2 separate regions of the Mus musculus genome follow, and region 2 is linked to region 1. Evidence: chromatin contacts called from public HiChIP or PLAC-seq data. All regions are on one chromosome and are shown on one strand. The core of a region is the stretch at or near the end of the contact, and the rest is flanking DNA. Distances in the headings are between cores, read along the strand shown.

Region 1 (5,307 bases), core at 1,709-4,208:
TAGTCATTCAGTCCTCCCGTGTCTCCAGTTAATCTTCCTCCTAGCTAATGACTGATTCCCACAAGCCCAAGAAACTACGATGTTATCTCAAGTACTGAGTCATGACCTGTGAGAACACTGAGTGGGTCATCCATTCCCAGAATACCTGCAAAGGTAAATCTCTTCATGAAAGGCATAGTGGCATGGCAGGCTGGTCCTGGCTATGCTAACTGTTGTACCTGTGAGTATTTTGCCAGGATCTCCTGGGGCCATATGCTTGGAGTCAGGGCAGAGAAAGGGCCACTGGCAGAAGGCGTGTGGTTTCCTACAAAGACCAAAGATAAGAATGATCAAGAAAAGCAGAAACACCAGGCATGATAGCAGCAGACACCTTTAATCCCAGCAGAGGCACACGAATTTGAGTTTGAGGCCAGCCCGGTCTAGGTAGTAAGTTCTCATTCCAAGCCAGCCAGGAATACATAGTAAGATCCTATTTCAGAAAGTGAATGAATAAATGAATGAATGAATGAATGAATGAATGAATGAAAATGTGGAGGCCCCATTGAAGTGAGATATGCCTCCCTTATCCAAGGGAATCAGCATGAAAAAGACTGGGTGTACAGAGTGGGCCAAGGAGGCTGGTGAACAGCGGAAAAATGAACACTGTGGAAAACCAACAGCACGTCCAACACATAAACACAGATTCTTTGCCTCCTCCTCCGCCACAGTGGGAGGATTAACAGGCCAGAGGAGCAGGAAGCTAGAGACTTAACAGAGAAGACAGCATCGGTCACCAACCCCAAAGCCCCAAAGCCCAAGCCTCTCCTCCCTCTTTCCCACTTCTTTCATCTAGCAGAGTCTCTCCGGTGGTTTGGGTTGTTTTCTGAGAAAAGGCCTCACAGCCCGGGCTGCCCTAAGACTTGTGAGGTGCTGAGGCTCTGCCTCAGTGGAAGGCTGGTTATGAAATCACAAGTCAGCTCCACTACGGGCTCCTGGTGAGTATGCAGGCCTTGCTCCCACCTGACATCATGTGCTGTGGACGACGGCAGGACTTCATAGGTCTAGGCACAAGCGGTCATCATTGGCTTCTCTGACTGTCCTGAGGCTTCATCAGCCCTGTTAGGAAAGCAAAGGAGAGGTCACTCATCTCATACCACTCCCCTCCTCGAAGATATTTTTTTTTTTTAAAGATTTATTTATCATATGTAAGTACATTGTAGCTGTCTTCAGACACTCCAGAAGAGGGAGTCAGATCTCCTTACTGATGGTTGTGAGCCACCATGTGGTTGCTGGGATTTGAACTCTGGACCTTCGGAAGAGCAGTCGGGTGCTCTTACCCACTGAGCCATCTCACCAGCCCCCGGATTGGGTTTTCATTGTTCTGTTTTGTATTGTTGGTGGTATGGTAGTGGTGGTGCTGGCTGAACAGCCTTTATATACCATATTCCCATTCTACAAACAAATACAAATTTCTCTCATCATTGTCAGTGTCTTGTCACTTCTTTTCTGTCCTGTTTGTTTGTTTTTAAAGACTCAACAGTAAAAAGACTGAACAGTAAAGACACAAAAAGCCCAATTTAAAAATAGTTAAGCAGGGCTAGAGAGATGGCTCAGTGGTTAAGAGAACTGGCTGTTCTTCCAGAGCTTGGGTTCAGTTTCCAGCACCAACCCCGCAGCTCTCGGCAGGTTGTACCTCTAGCTCTGGAGCTAATGCCCTCTTCCAGCCTCTGAGGGCACTGCACATATGTGATGCAGAGACAGACATACACACAAAATAAATTTAAAAGATGTTTGAACATACATTTCTCAAATAAGAGAGGGAAATGGCCAATAGCGGGTGAAAGTGACTGGGTTATCATCAACCACAAAGGAGATCTAAACTGTGAAGGCATGCTACTCCACAGCCATGAGGGCTCACACAAACAAACACCAGAGTGCTCTCCTCGCTCGCACACATCAAACTCTTCAGTCTGCGTCCCCAACACTGCATGTGACTAAATGTGGCAGTGTACACCTGTAATCCCAGCACGAGGATGAAGACAAATCCTAGGCCACATGAGACCTTGTCTCAGAAAACATTTTTTAAAAAGGAGGGGCTGGAGCGATGGCTCAGCAGCTACGAGCCTCTTTCAGAGGACCTGAATTAAATGCACTCCTATCAGGCAGTTCACAACTGCCAGTAACTGCAGCTCCAGGCGATCCAATCACTTCTTCTGGACCCAAAGGCATTTACATGTACACAGACATACAAAGACACATATACATAATTTTGATTTTTTTCTTTAAAAAAATGTTAGCAAGAATATGGAGAAATCAGCTGGGAGTGGTGGCACATGCCTTTAATCCCAGCACTCAGAAGGCAGGGGCAGGTGGATTTCTGAGTTTGAGGCCAGCCTGGTCTACAGAGTGAGTTCCAGCCAGGGCTACACAGAGAAATCCTGTCTCAAAAAAAAACAAAAAAAAACAAAAAGGGGCTGGTGAGATGGCTCAGTAGGTAAGAGCACCCGACTGCTCTTCCGAAGGTCCGAAGTTCAAATCCCAGCAACCACATGGTGGCTCACAACCACCCGTAATGAGATCTGATGCCCTCTTCTGGTGCGTCTGAAGACAGCTACAGTGTACTTACATATAATAAATAAATAAAAAAAAAAAAAAAAAAAAAAAAAAAAAAAACAAAACAAAAAAAAAAAAGGAGAAATCAACTAGGCAGGGTAGTACATGCCTTTAATCCCAACAGAGGCAGGTGGATCTTTATGAGTTCCAGGCCAGCCATGGCTACATAATAAGACCCTGTCAGAAAAAGAAAAAGGAAGAGGGAAAGGAGGAGATAAAATATGGAGCAAAAACATGGAGGAAAAGAGGTTGTTTAAAGAGGAGGAACCGACATCTGCTGGAGGGCAGAAGGGGCTGGAAGAGAGTTCTCAACAGCAGTTCCCCTCTCACCAGCCTCCTACTCACTGTCACTCAGCAAACAATGACTGAGCACAGAGCCAGGCAGCACAACCGTGGATAAGGTCAGGCTGTTGCAGTGTAGTAGAAAATTAGATAAGAGACAAAGTAAGATGGGACTAATTCTGTATCAAAAGAGCCTTTGAGAGCTGAGGTCTGAGCAAGGGCCAAAGCCAGGCTAGAGATCAAGGCCTGACTTCACTGAGGGAGGATCCAGATGCAGGGAGGGGCCAGTGAGCTCAGAGCCTAGGATGCAGTGGGGGGAAGAGTGGGAGGAAGCAACAGCAGATGCCAAGGGCACCTCACCCTGCTCACCCTGAAGACAGGCTTTTGACCTCTGTTCTCAGACAGCAAAGAAATCCACAGATTCTGAACAGCCATCAAGCAAAATCTGGTAGGACTGAACAATATCTCCAGGTGCCCAGAAATCAATGGAGACTGAAAGGCCATGCCCAGGGTAGGAGATGTTGTGGGTGCAAGCACTGAGAATCGATCAGATGGTGTACACATTTTTACAGGCTGAGAGCCTCGATTGCTATTTCATTCATGTTGCACTTAAGGACACATATACTTAGGGTTGACCTTAAGTCTCCCAGATGTGACACTGCTGAGCTGGGCAGGCAGGTTTTTCAGCTTCTGGTTGCTATGGAAATTTCCCTGAAAGCACCCAGAACTGACAGACCTAGCCTAAACAGTTAGTCTCCACAAATACCTGGTCTATGGCTGCCCTCTTGTAGTCTTTTTAAAAGAAACCTTAGAAAACCTTAATTGATGCAGCCACTTCTGAGTTGCTCAGAAGAAATTGTAACAATTAAATGTACAAGCTTAAGAGAGCCAGTTCTGATGCTGTGTGTCCCTTCCTAGTTTACCAATCCCACATTTTCCCACAAATGTTGCCACTGTATGCAGGTGCAGAGGTACCGTTCACTTCCTGTGGTCTCCTGACATGGACTGAAGGGACATATATCCCTGACAAGGCAGCAGAGTTACTGCCACACAAGTGGCTTTCTCCAGACATCTTCCAGGAAGCATAAAGGCTGAACCAATATAGGCAAAAACATTGATTTTTGGTGGCACCTAAGAGCCTAAAGACCACTTTTTTTTTCTGTAAAGAGATGAGGTGACTCTGAAAGCTACAGATAACAGATAAACTGGTGAGAGTGGCTCAGGGCTGGGAAAGTCTGAGAAAGGCTAAAAGGAAGGAGGAAACTAGTATAGACACTAGAGATGCTTCTAAAACCTACATGGTGGCTCACAGCCATCTGCAACTGCAGTTCCAGGAGATCCAATGTCTTCAGCTGACCTCCTCGGGCACCAGGCATACATACACGCATGCAAAAACACTCATACACAAAAGTTTTGCTTTGAGACAGGGTTTCTCTGTATATTATGTCCTGGAATTCACTTTGTAGACCAGGCTAGCCTTGAACTTACAGAAATCCTCCTGCCTCTGCCTCCCAAGTTCTGGAATTAAAGGCATGCACACCTAATCATCTCTGAAAGGTTAAATCCATTATACATCATACTGGCAACACCAAGCTTTTATTTTTTTACTTTACAAAACCTTTCATTACAGTTTATTTTTATTAAAAAAAAAAAAAGTTTTGCCAGGTATGGTGGCACACGCCTTTAATCCCAGCACTTTGGAGGCAGAGGCAGGCGAATTTCTGAGTTCGAGGCCATCCAGAGTGAGTTCCAGGACAGCCAGGGCTACACAGAGAAACCCTGTCTCAAAAACAAACAAATAACAAAAATTTTAGGGACAGGCATGGTGGAGTACATCTTTAATCCCAGCGCTCAGGAAGCAGAGGCAGGCAGATCTCTTTGAGTTCAAGGCCAGCTTGGTCTACAAAGTGAGTTCCAGAGACAGCCAGAGCTATACAGAGAAACCCTGACTCTGAAAAACAAAACACAGAGAGAGAAGGAAAGAGGAAGAGAAGGAGAGAGAAAGAGAGAGGAAAGAGAAAGAGAGAAGAGAGAAAGAGAGAGAAGGAGAGAAAGGGGGAGGAGGAGAGAGAGGGGGAGAAGGAGATGGAGAGGGAGAGAGAGATGACTAGACCTATATGAGGGAGGAGAGAAGGAGGGAAGGAGGAATTAGGTCAGGCATAGGGCCCACACCTATAATATGAGCATTCAGGGAGCAGAAGCAGGGAATTGCAAATTTAAGATCAGCCTGTCTATATAATGGGATCCTGGCTCAAAATAAACAAAAAGGTGATCAGGCCAAGAAGGCCATATATTGATCTTGGTTTTGTTGTGTTTTTATGTTTTAATATCTGGCCTCTGTTGCCCAGGCTGGTCTTAAACTTGTGGATTCAAGTGATCCTTTTCCACCTTTTCCATCTCAGCTTCAAACGCTGGGACTATAGATATAGCCAC
Region 2 (5,307 bases), core at 2,017-4,516, 270 kb before region 1:
AGCAGATAGACAGATAGATAAATAATGGGTGGAGATAGTGAGCTGAGCACCGCATGCATTCATTGATCGATCTGTTAACCTTCACCCTGACTCTCTGCAATGATAGCCTGTAACCTGGAATTGTGAGTCAAATAAACATTGTCTCCCTTAAGTTGGTTTTGTCAGGGTGTTTTATCACAGCAAACAGGAAATGAAACTCAGACCCCTGGGAATTTGTAAAATGTAAAACAAGCGTCTTTAGCTCTGGCTAAGACCCAGGAGTGTTCATCCCTGGGGCAAGGATTCTTGGGCAAGGGATTTATGGAGGAAGAGCTCTCTGGAGAAACTCGAAAAGGGAAGGTGCTTGGGGGCAGTGTGGTTTTAGGAGTCCAGCCTCAGTCTGATCACATGAAGGGCTCTGGAGAAGCCACCCCGTGGAGGTGGCTCCCCACAAAGGAGCTAGGCTGCTGTCTTTCCTTAGCCCAGCCATGGACCCTAGGAAAGGCCACAGCTCCCAGGTATTCTTAGACAGTAGCAAGCTTTAGATAAAGATCTGGGTACAGGGTATTTATTGTCAATATGTAGAGCAGCTAGGGAGAAAGGGTATGGCTAGTGACACAGGCCTGGTAGGACACCTGCAGCTTCTGTTCTGACTATGACACTTTTTTTTTTTTAAACTAGTTTCTTTTTTTTAAAGATTTATTTATGTATGTATTTATTTATTTATTTATTTATTATATGTAAGTACACTGTAGCTGTCCTCAGATACTCTAGAAGAGGGCATCAGATTTTGTTACAGATGGTTGGGAGCCACCATGTGGTTGCTGGGATTTGAACTCGGGACCTTTGGAAGAACAGTCTGCGCTCTTAACCACTGAGCCATCTCGCCAGCCCCTGACTATGACACTTAAGAGAAGCTACCCACTCCAGAACCAGGTTTCTCCCACCTTCAATAATTTAGAGCTAAAGTCATGTGATCACTAAAGGCCAATGTGACATATTTCACGTCACCACTGTGGGCATGCTCCATTCTCCCCTCCCCCATAAAACCCACGTAGTCGAGGCCTGTTTCCTCTTATTCTATCCCCTCTCAGAACTGGCCTTTCATGACAGCACCCCCAATAAATCTCTTGCATGAGGTTTGTTGCATGGTATAATCTTTTTGGCATTCCTTGAGCCTCAGAATGCTGCAAAAACAAACAAACAAACAAAAACAAAAAAACACAGTCACCAAACAGTTTCCGGGGAACTTAGTTGTCCCTCAAATCTATTTATGAAGTGGAGTGGGAGGGGACAGGTAAGTGTAGAGAGAAGGAATTAACTAGCTCATATCCGGGCTCTCGGATTCGATGTTGTGTGGGACACAGTTCTTTTAGTCTGTGACAATTCTCCCTCTTCCTTCTTCCCTCCTCCCTCCCTTCCACATCACTGTTCTCTTTGAAATATAAGCTATGGGCTGGAGAGATGGCTCAGCGGTTAAAGCGCTCACCACACAAGTATGGAGGTTGTAATTTGGATCCTCAGAAGCTCATGTGAATTCTGGGTAAGCACGGCAGCCCACCTGAACTTCCAGCCTTGGGTGGAGGCAGGAGATTTCCCCAGAGCAAGTTAGCCATCTTGGTGAATTTCCCTCAATGAATAAAGTGGAGGAGTGACTAATGGTGACCCCAGCATTGGCCTTGAGCCTCTACATGCACAGACTCAGCCCATAACCCACCACAGCAGAAGCAGTAAAGGGTGTAGAAGGAATGGAACTGGTATCTGCAGAATTCCAGAATTTTCCATCAGCAGTGCTCAGAAAAGAGGCTTTAGCTTTTGACTTCTTCAGATCTCATTATTTTGATGGAATTTACAGGTTAAAATACATTTTTGTTGTTGTTGTTTTTTTGTTTTTTGTTTTTTCGAGACAGGGTTTCTCTGTATAGCCCTGGCTGTCCTGGAACTCACTTTGTAGACCAGGCTGGCTTTGAACTCAGAAATCTGCCTGCCTCTGCCTCCCGAGTGCTGAGATCAAAGGCATGCACCACCACGCCCAGCCTAAAATACATTTTTGAGACAGGATCTCATCTCTGTAGCACCAGCTGACCCGGAACTTACTCTGTAGGCCAGGCTAGATTAGAACTCACAGAGATCTGCCTACCTCTCCTTCCCAAGTGCTGGGATTGCAGGCATGCGATATCTGATTTTTAAAATACATTTTACAGAGAATTATTCAATTAATAGGTACAGGTTTTCTTAAATCACGAGGACCTGGGAAACACACCTCTGGCTGTGCAGGTAGAGACGCCCTAGGACAGGTTAACTGAGGTGGGAAAACCCATCTTAATTGTGGGTGGCACCAGGATCGGGATCCTGGACTCTACAGAAAGGGGAGTGTGAGCTGATTACCAGCAATTGTCTCTCTCTGCTCCTGACTGTGGGTGACATGTAACAGCAGCCTCAAGTTCCTGTCACCATGTCTTCTCTGCTATAATGAACTATTCCCCTTAAACTGTGAGGCAAGGAGGAGGAGTGGGGGGAGGAGGAGGAGGAAAGAAAAAGCCTTAAGCAGCTTTGGTCTCACTCAGCAAAGAAACAAACAACTAATACAGTCAGCTTCATGATACTGTAAGAAATAGCTGAGATTTTCAGCATCTAGAGCAGGGCTGCTGTGGCTCCAGGCTTTGGAGGGTCCAGCCTGGCTGGCTCTGTTGCTTTGTAACTGTGGCATGGCAGCACATCATGGTGGCAGCATAAAACTTGTTTTTTTTTTTTTTTTTTTTTTTTTCACGGCTGGAACAAGGTGGGAGGGTGCAGTCACACTATGACCTTCAAGAGCCACCCAAATGATCTAGGATGTATCCCCACACTCCATACTCCCGACCCCACACCCCACCCATCCGGACCCACCTCTCCCACCTCTTAAAGGTACCCACTCTGAGGAGACAGGCCTTTGACACATAGGTCTTTGGGGGAACAGCTGGAATCCAAACTAAAACAATGGGGGTACAGTGAGAGGATTGGGGAGCACAGGACATCACCCTGGAGAGGGGACTTTGGGGGCTGCTCTGCTGTTCTCAGTCACTCTGCAGCACTCACAAGGATGCGGCTGGGACCCTTTGTTCCTGACTGTTCATGGCATCTCATTGTTTCTTTTTATCTGCTGCCTCCAAGACCTGGAGAGCTAGCCAGGCGTTGCTCTCAGCCTGCTGGCAGTGAGAAGAAAAGATGACTGGCCAGATACAACTCCTGAGAGGCTGGCACAGTCTCCACCGCAGCTCCCGGTGCTACTGGCTGGCTGCCTTTCTGGTCACACCTCATCCAGCCCTGCATTCTCCTCCGTCACTGCTGGAGAGCAGCCGAGGCTGGCTCCCTAGGCTCCCTCCCTCCTCACGATGACTGAAGCCTGGTGTCACTCTCCCTCTGTGGATTTTGTCTTGTGCCTCTCTTGGGGTATTAAGCTGTAAAATGAAGCTCCCTGTAGAAGAATTGCAGAACAGGGCAGGAAGCAGCAAATTTGCTGGGAGGGAGGATAGACTCAGGCTTCCCTGGAGTCCTGGGAGGCACACACGTTTATGATTGACTCATTGCACATGAGTTATTGAGCTAGGGCAGCGGGAGAAAGAGGTGTTTACGTAGAAAAGTGACACATTTTTCGTTCGTGTTCCAAGCACTCAGGAGACCTCCTGCAAGTCAGGATGGGTCTGAATGAGCCTTCAGTGTGCGTGTGCTACATATGGAGAGGTGTGCAGTCTATGTCTTCTGGGATCTGGGGAACATGTATGGGGGGCTGCTATGTTTTTGGTATATGTGACATGTGATTGTGTGGAAAAGGTACATGTGGTGGGGTGTATATGTATGAGGTATGGAGTATGATTGCATTATTTGTGTCTTTGTGATGTGTGTGTAGCATGTGTGATGTGTGTAGGAAGTGTGATGTGTGTGATACATGTTTGTGCTGAGTGTTGTATGTGTGAATGTATCTGTGGGGTGGGATCCTCCACTTGGAGGCTAGAAACAGCTTGGGGGAGTCTGTCATCTTCTGCCATGTTGGTTCTGAAGATCCAACTTGGGTTGTCAGGCTTGGTGGCAAATGCCATCTCCTGATGAACATCTTGCTAGCCCTATGTGATAGTTTGAATAGGCTTGACCTACAAGGAGTGGCACTTTTAGGAGGTGTGGCCTTGTTGGATGAAGTATGTCGCTGTGTAGGTGGGCTTTGAGACCCTCCTCCTAGCTGCTTAGAAGACAGTCTTCTCCTGTTTGCCTTGGGAACAAGAGGTGGAACTCTCAGCTCCTTCTCCAGCACCATGTCTGCCTCGACATTGTCATGCTTCCTGCCATGATGATAATGGACTAGACCTCCGAACCAGCCCCAAAGAAATTTCCTTGGAAGAGTTGCCTTGGTCATGATATCTGTTCACAGCAGTAAAACCTTGACTAAGACACCCTTGTTGGTTTTCTTTGAGACCGGGCCCCTCATACCCCAAGCTGGCTTGGAACAGCTACATAAAGAATTATGAGGGTGACTCTGTCCACTTCACCAGTGCTGGAATTTTAGGTAGGTGCCACCTTGCTCTCTGAGACTGGTTTGTATTACTCACGCACACATCCTGAAGATTCATCCTTCTTGGAGCTTATGCCAAAATTCCACCCTTTCTTAAAGCTGTATAGAACTAAATATACTAGCACACCATATTAATATTCCACCAACATTCCAAAATGCCTGCGATAATGAAATTCACTGGTTATTTATTTATAAGCCTGCCTCAATCTTAGGCTTGAAAGCCATCTTATAGTAAAGACAAAGTAGGTTCGTTCCTGTTTATGATTAAATCTGCTTCTCACTTATTGGCCTATGCTATAGGCCACCTATAACCTTCACTACAAATGGCTCTGTACTGCCTGTTTCAGGAAACAATGACCATGTCTTTATTTTAGAAAGTTATTATGACCACTATTGCTATGACCACTTTGCAAGCGTGTCTTTGTTACAGGGGGTGGTTATGTTCTGTTCCTATAACCCTACCTGTTTGTCTGCCAGATTCCCCCATTTGGAAACCCCTACTCCTAGAGTATAAAAGCTTTTATCTCACTCATCTCCAAGGCTGACCTCTTGATCCCCATCTTAGTGGGAGGCAGCTCATGTACAAGAATTTCTTTTAAAAAAAACATAGGAAGCAGAGGCAGGAGGATCTCGCTGAGTTCAAGGACAGCCTAGTCTACAGGGCAAGTATCAGGACAGCTCACTCACTGAATAAGCCAGGGAAGAAAGAGAAAGAGACTGAGGTTCCACAGTTCCCTTCAAGAATACCCCGAATGATCTGAGTAGCTGCCAGGGACTTCCCA

Evidence for each region. HiChIP or PLAC-seq counts read pairs in DNA pulled down with a chosen protein or histone mark.
Region 2: a contact with region 1 is called in a FOXA1 HiChIP or PLAC-seq map of pancreatic cancer cells. The contact joins two enhancer-like sites. A contact is called at or near these places in 1 of 15 datasets of contacts at CTCF or cohesin (pro-B cells), 2 of 484 Hi-C or Micro-C datasets (bone marrow-derived macrophages and nephron progenitors), 3 of 115 datasets of contacts at active chromatin or transcription factors (double positive thymocytes, embryonic stem cells and pancreatic cancer cells) and 2 of 9 other capture datasets (adipose tissue and pancreatic islet).

Annotation. Positions count from the first base shown.
Region 1 is chr15:80,998,357-81,003,663 of GRCm38.p6, reverse strand. It overlaps Sgsm3 (small G protein signaling modulator 3), which reads right to left. Exons shown (of 22, transcript NM_134091.2): 2 at 1,000-1,095; 3 at 219-304. The coding sequence starts at 1,006. Among named protein-coding and RNA genes, the nearest start is that of Sgsm3, 23 kb to the right of the region's middle. Within about 2 kb of position 2,958, at least 57 of the 459 cell types and tissues checked have an H3K27ac peak or open chromatin away from gene starts, as enhancers often do. A contact at or near this core is called in pancreatic cancer cells, where this site is marked.
Region 2 is chr15:81,270,705-81,276,011 of GRCm38.p6, reverse strand. No RefSeq gene overlaps it. Among named protein-coding and RNA genes, the nearest start is that of Gm52179, 13 kb to the right of the region's middle. Within about 2 kb of position 3,266, at least 110 of the 459 cell types and tissues checked have an H3K27ac peak or open chromatin away from gene starts, as enhancers often do. A contact at or near this core is called in pancreatic cancer cells, where this site is marked.